Regions from separate parts of the Ovis aries genome. Here region 1 is linked to region 2. A link is a contact called in public Hi-C data. All regions are on one chromosome and are shown on one strand. The core of a region is the stretch at or near the end of the contact, and the rest is flanking DNA. Distances in the headings are between cores, read along the strand shown. Region 1 holds the start of SESN3 (sestrin 3). Region 2 has its middle 160 kb from the start of SESN3.

Region 1 (2,700 bases), core at 80-2,579, 160 kb before region 2:
AGTTAAAGAAATTGACTAAAAACGGTGCCGTATTCATCTTAGCCTTTCAGTCCAGAAGCATTTGCAAAGCTCAGCAATTTTAATTCATTTGTACTGAACAAACAGAAGCACCTCAACTACTGTTTCCACTTAATGAAATGTAAAAATAGTCTCGAGAAGAATAAGCTAATTATAATATAACCCAATGGCGGCTGTTAAAGTCTGATTAAAAGCTTTTCTAGGTCTAAAGCGACATCTTTTCATACCGCATCCCCCGCCCCCGCCCCCGCCCCAACCCTTAACGGAGCGATTAAGCCAAGTGAGCTAAACAAAACTGGAGTAAACTTTCTATCAATCACTCTGGGAAGCAATAAACTGATTGCGCGTCTGATTTTTCTGGAGCAACACCAGGGTGCGGGGGTTGGGGGGGAACGGGGGATGGGGGGTAAGCGCTAAAAAGGGACAACTCACGTCCACCCTCGTCTCCACCTCCCCCAGTCCCAGCTTGAGGAACCGTAACGTCGAACAGCGTTTCCCATGGGCATAAAGTTCAAGCTGCTTTACCAGTTTCTTTCGGGATCGACCCAGAGCCACAAGACGACCATCAACAAGAAGGTTTTAAAAAAAAAGAGTATTCGGGTAGAGCGTGCAGAAGCAAAACCGAAATAAACAAAAACAACACCCGCAGGAGTTAGCCGCAGCCGAGAGGGAACCAGGTTCCTCTGGACCAGACCAGTTCTGATTTCACACCGACTTGCACCCAGAACACCGGGAGGAGGACCGAACAGGTCCGTCACCCCTCCGCCCGAGGAGAGGGAATGAGGGGGGGCAAGGTAGCTAGGTGAACGGAGGGACGGACAGCAAGCACCCCCAAACCCCCAGCCCCGGGGGCCAAGCGCTGCCCCGGCAGGAATCAAAAGCCCAGCAGGCTAGCGCCTCCGTTCGCGGCTCAGGCCCCCTTCTGGGGGTCCGGCGGAGAGGCCCCGGGGTCCCTCGGCCGCCGCGGGCAGGAAGCGCCCCTCGGGGCCGGCCCCGAGCCGAGCCCGTACCTTCCGCAGCACTTTCCGGCAGTTGGTACAGAGCAGGTAGCTGGCGGCGGCCGACGGGCTGCTGCCGCCGCGGTTCATCGCGGCTGCGGGCGCGCGGGCACCGCGGGCGGGCGGCGGGCCGGGGCCGGGCTGTCACTGCGGCCGCCCGCGCCGCTGCGGGGCCCAGACTGTCCCCCTCACACGCCCCGCAGGCCGCGCCTCTAGCCTCAGCCTCCTCGGGGCAGGAGGACGGGACGGGGCGGCGACGGCCGGAGAGCGGGCGGCTGCCCGCAGCGACCCCCGCGGCGGCTGCCGGAGCGACGGCGGAGACGGCGGCGGCGGCTCCTCAGCGGCGCGTCGTCCAGCCCGCCCCCATCCCGCAGACCCCCGCCCCCGCCCGGCCAGGACCAGCAGCCGCCGCCGCCGCCGCCGCCGCCGCCGCCGCCGCCGCAGCCGCAGCGCCTCAGCGCCTCCGCGCGGCCCCGCCCCCGCCGCCTCAGCGCCTTCACCACCTCCGCGCCCCGGCACCGCCCCCTCCCGCCAGTCGGGCCGCCCCGGCCACGCCCCCCGGCGCCAGCCCGCAGCCAATGAGCGGCTGTAGTCGGCTGGGCGCGGCGCCCGCCAATCACAGGCGCCGAGGACGCCTCGAATCTCCGGGCAAGTTAAGTTTGTCTCCGAGGCTCCGAACTGCAGGGAGACGGCGGGTTAGTTCGGTAGCCGGGTGGGAGGGAACCGAGTTTGCGCGGCTCCGCCAATAAGGGGAAGGGGGTGTGTCACATGCAAATAACCCCGTGGAACCCAGCCCCTCCCCTAAGGCCAGCCACAGCCCCTGCGCTAGGTCCCCGCTGAAATGGGGCGGGAATGAGATAAATAGCTGGGAGCTAGAGTTCGCTAGAGGGTCTAAGACTCGACTAAATGTTTCCTATTTCTTGAGAAAGACGGTGGGGGTGGGGGGAGCTAAAACGGTGGTTAGGCTTTCTCTTTCTTACCCAGAATCTTAGCTGGAAAGAAGACTGCAGTCCTGTAGCAGTTGGCAGCCAAGGATCTCAAAGAACTTTATGCATCGCTTATCCTTGTTTTGCAAAAGACCAGTTACCTAAAGCTTCGGCACCGGGTGGGGGATAGATGTTTAGGTATATTTACACCATTAGTCGGTTACAGGGAAACAAAAGCCTCAAAACCTGTGGGTTAGCGGTTTCCTCCTCCATCTAAAGCCCCTTCTCGTCGTAGTCTCTCAGCAACGAAAATTCTTTAATTTGTCCAGCTCTACAAGGCCAAAGAGACAGGTTTGTCTTCCACCCCAAGGTCCTTCTGGGGCAGCTGGTTAGATAAACGCAGAGCTCGGAGCCCTGCCTGGGAACGAAGCTTCAGAGAACAAATTGCCATTTAAAGCTGTTGGGCTAGACCTGCCTCTTGCAAAGCTACAAATGAATTCAGGATTTTGGTGTTCACGTTCTGGGGAGAGTAAGCAGATGTAACTGGGGGAAACTCAAGCTTTCAGGGTGTGGAGGGGGACAGACAAGTGGGAGAGTAAGGTCTCCAGAGGGGCTAGCAGCGCTCATGCTGGTCGAAGGCGGGTTCCGACGCGAGACACCCCGAAACCTGCTCCCCTGTGAGACAAAGGCAGGTGCCGAGCGAGAGCCTGATTGGTGCCGGATGCTCCCCGGCGTCCTCCGGGCCCCGAAGATTTCTT
Region 2 (2,700 bases), core at 13-2,512:
TTGTTCCTAGTTAAGCAACACTATAATAAAAACAATTTAAATCAACACTGAGGGAGCTGTGAAAATCTCTCCCTTTATAAGCACATTACTTAGAGAACTACTGATACACAGCTTCACATCGGGTCCTCCCCACAACCCCGTGAAGCTTGCATTCTTATCCTAGTTTATAGAATAAGAAATGCAGGCTTGAAGAGATAAATATACAGCCCATGTGAACAGATCCAGGAAGTGACAGGGCCAGATGCAAACCAGGGTTTGATTCAAAGTCTAGAGCTCTTTCCTGGAAACTTCTCCTTCTTAGCAACGAGACTTTATTTCGCACATTCAGCAGAAATGTTATTTATCATATGTTATATGTCTCATCTTAGGACAATGATATTCAAACTTAAGGGTTTTAAAAATAATTCCCCGGAGAGTTTCTCAACCTATTTCGGCAAGCTTGGCAAGGCAGCCAGCATCTGAATTAGATTTAGTATAAAGGTTTGAAGCATTAAAAAAAAAATTTTGAATCATATTGTGCCCCATGTGCTTTTCAGATAAAACTCAGGAGATCCTAGGACTGAGGGAAAGCAGAAAGAATGAGGTGGGGGCTGAAGGGGAGGGGAAGAGGGAGGGTTAGAGCCAAGGGAGAAAACCAGAGGTAGTTAAACTAGCTCAAGCTTGCAACCCTGGAGGTATGAAAGCTACTTTTAAAAAGTAGCTGTTTTAAAAAGTCTAACATGGAGAAAGAAACACAGGCATATGTAAACATCAAACTTCTTTGCTTTGGCTGTAATAATATTAACTTAGTGAGGGTATCATGGGTTTGCTCATGCTGAATAGAAAATCAGATGAAAAGTTATAAATGATTGGGGTTAATAAAATTAGGAAAATAAATGGTCTATTTACTAAATTGCATTTGTTGAATAAATAAAATCTTCAAAAACATTTTTTGTTCAAACAGTAATTATTGTGAGTCGACTGTGTGGTATGCAGTGGGTACACAGATATGAATTACACAGAGTCCAGCCCCTTGAGGGCGTGTGTGTGTGTGTGTGTGTGTGTGTGTGTGTGTGTGTGAAGGCAGGGGTTGCTGACAGACACAGGACAGCATTTACAATTCAATGTGAAAGTGCAATGATGGGATAATGTATAGAGGATTAGAGGACCGGGCAAGATCCAAGCAAAAAGAATCCTAACTTGGCCATGGGGTTGGGATGAGGTCGCTGGATCAGAGAAGGCCTTCTGCAGCAGTTAGGAAATGGGCTGAATCACACAGGATGAGTCAGAGAGAAGGGGAATGAAGTTTGGCCACAGGGAATTGTGGTGGTAAATGCCTGGAGGTAACAAGCCACATGGGTTGATAGAGAATTATGAGCAGATAAGTGTTGCTGGTGCATTAATGGTGTAGTGAGATTTGGGAAATCTTGTAGGGGACCAGATATGGGAAGTCATTTGTAGAAGGGGACCATAAAATTTATCAACTGAACTAGAACACTTTTGAGAAAGAAAGGAGGTCACTTCTGATAATTATAGAACAGGTACAAATAGGTAAACTCAGAGGCCTTACTTGAAAGTCATGGCAAGCTTAGACTCCCTCATTGAGTGGTGAGGAGTCATTGATGGTTTTCAGAAAAGAAGTAACATGATGACGTTTGAGATTAAAATAGATTTTATGTGTAGTGAAGTCAAGAAAGGAGAAGATAAAGGAAAGCTCTATACTCCAGATATATTTATTCAAGAAATCCTGAGAGCTGCCATTTGTTGGCACTATACAAAGCTTAGGCATCCAATAGGAACAAAACTATAATTGATTCCTGCCTTTGGGATGTTTACAATTTTGTGAAGAGAACTATTGACTAATCTAATACCACACAAATAATTGTGAAACTGCAAATGTGATGATGCTATGAAGGAGAGGTCACTGATGCCATAAAAACATGTCTTAGGGGATGGCGAGGTAAAAAAGGAGTTGTTGTTGTTCAGTTGCTCAGTCATGTTTGACCTTTTGTGACCCTATGGCAGTGTACCAGCCTTTCCTGTCCTTCACTATCTCTCAGAATTTGCTCAAACTCATGTCCATTGAGTTGGTGATGCCATCCAACCATGTCATCCTCTGTCACCCCCTTCTCCTCCTACCTTCAGCCTTTCCCTGGATCAGGGTCTTTTCCAACAAGTCGGTCGGCTCTTCACATCAAGTGGTCTAAGTATTGGAGCTTCAGCTCCAGCATCAGTCCTTCCAATGAATATTCAGGGTTGATTTCCTTTAGGATTGACTGGTTTGACCTCTTTGCTGTTCAAGGGACTCTCAAGAGTCTTCCCCAACACCACAGTTCAAAAGCGTCAATTCTTTGGCACTCATCTTCTTTATGGTCCGACTCTCACAACTGTACTTGACTACTGAAAAAATCATAGTTTTTACTATACAGACCTTTGTTGGCAAAGTGATGTCTCTGCTTTTTAATATGCTGTCTAGGTTTGTCATAGCTTTTCTTTCAAGGAGTAAGTGTCTTTTAATTTCATGGCTGCAGTTACTGTCCACGGTGATTTTGGAGCCCAAGAAAATAAAGTCTGTCACAGTTTCCATTGTTTCCCCATCTATTTGCCACGAAGTGATGGGACCAGAATGCCATGATCTTAGTTTTTTGAATGTTGAGTTTTAAGCCAGCTTTGTCAATTGACTGAAGAAACAAAGGAAGAATATTCTGGAAAGAAACAAGA

Evidence for each region. A called contact is a pair of places that touch in the nucleus more often than the background predicts.
Region 1: a contact with region 2 is called in a Hi-C map of tail adipose tissue, with 2.1 times the contacts expected there. The contact joins the promoter of SESN3 here to the enhancer-like site in region 2. A contact is called at or near these places in 2 of 16 Hi-C or Micro-C datasets (skin fibroblasts and tail adipose tissue).

What each region holds. Positions count from the first base shown.
Region 1 is chr15:14,824,676-14,827,375 of ARS-UI_Ramb_v3.0, reverse strand. It overlaps SESN3 (sestrin 3), which reads right to left and starts at 1,329. Exons shown (of 10, transcript XM_015100885.3): 1 at 1,029-1,329. The coding sequence starts at 1,106.
Region 2 is chr15:14,664,398-14,667,097 of ARS-UI_Ramb_v3.0, reverse strand. No RefSeq gene overlaps it. Among named protein-coding and RNA genes, the nearest start is that of SESN3, 160 kb to the left of the region's middle. Within about 2 kb of position 1,262, at least 5 of the 54 cell types and tissues checked have an H3K27ac peak or open chromatin away from gene starts, as enhancers often do. A contact at or near this core is called in tail adipose tissue, where this site is marked.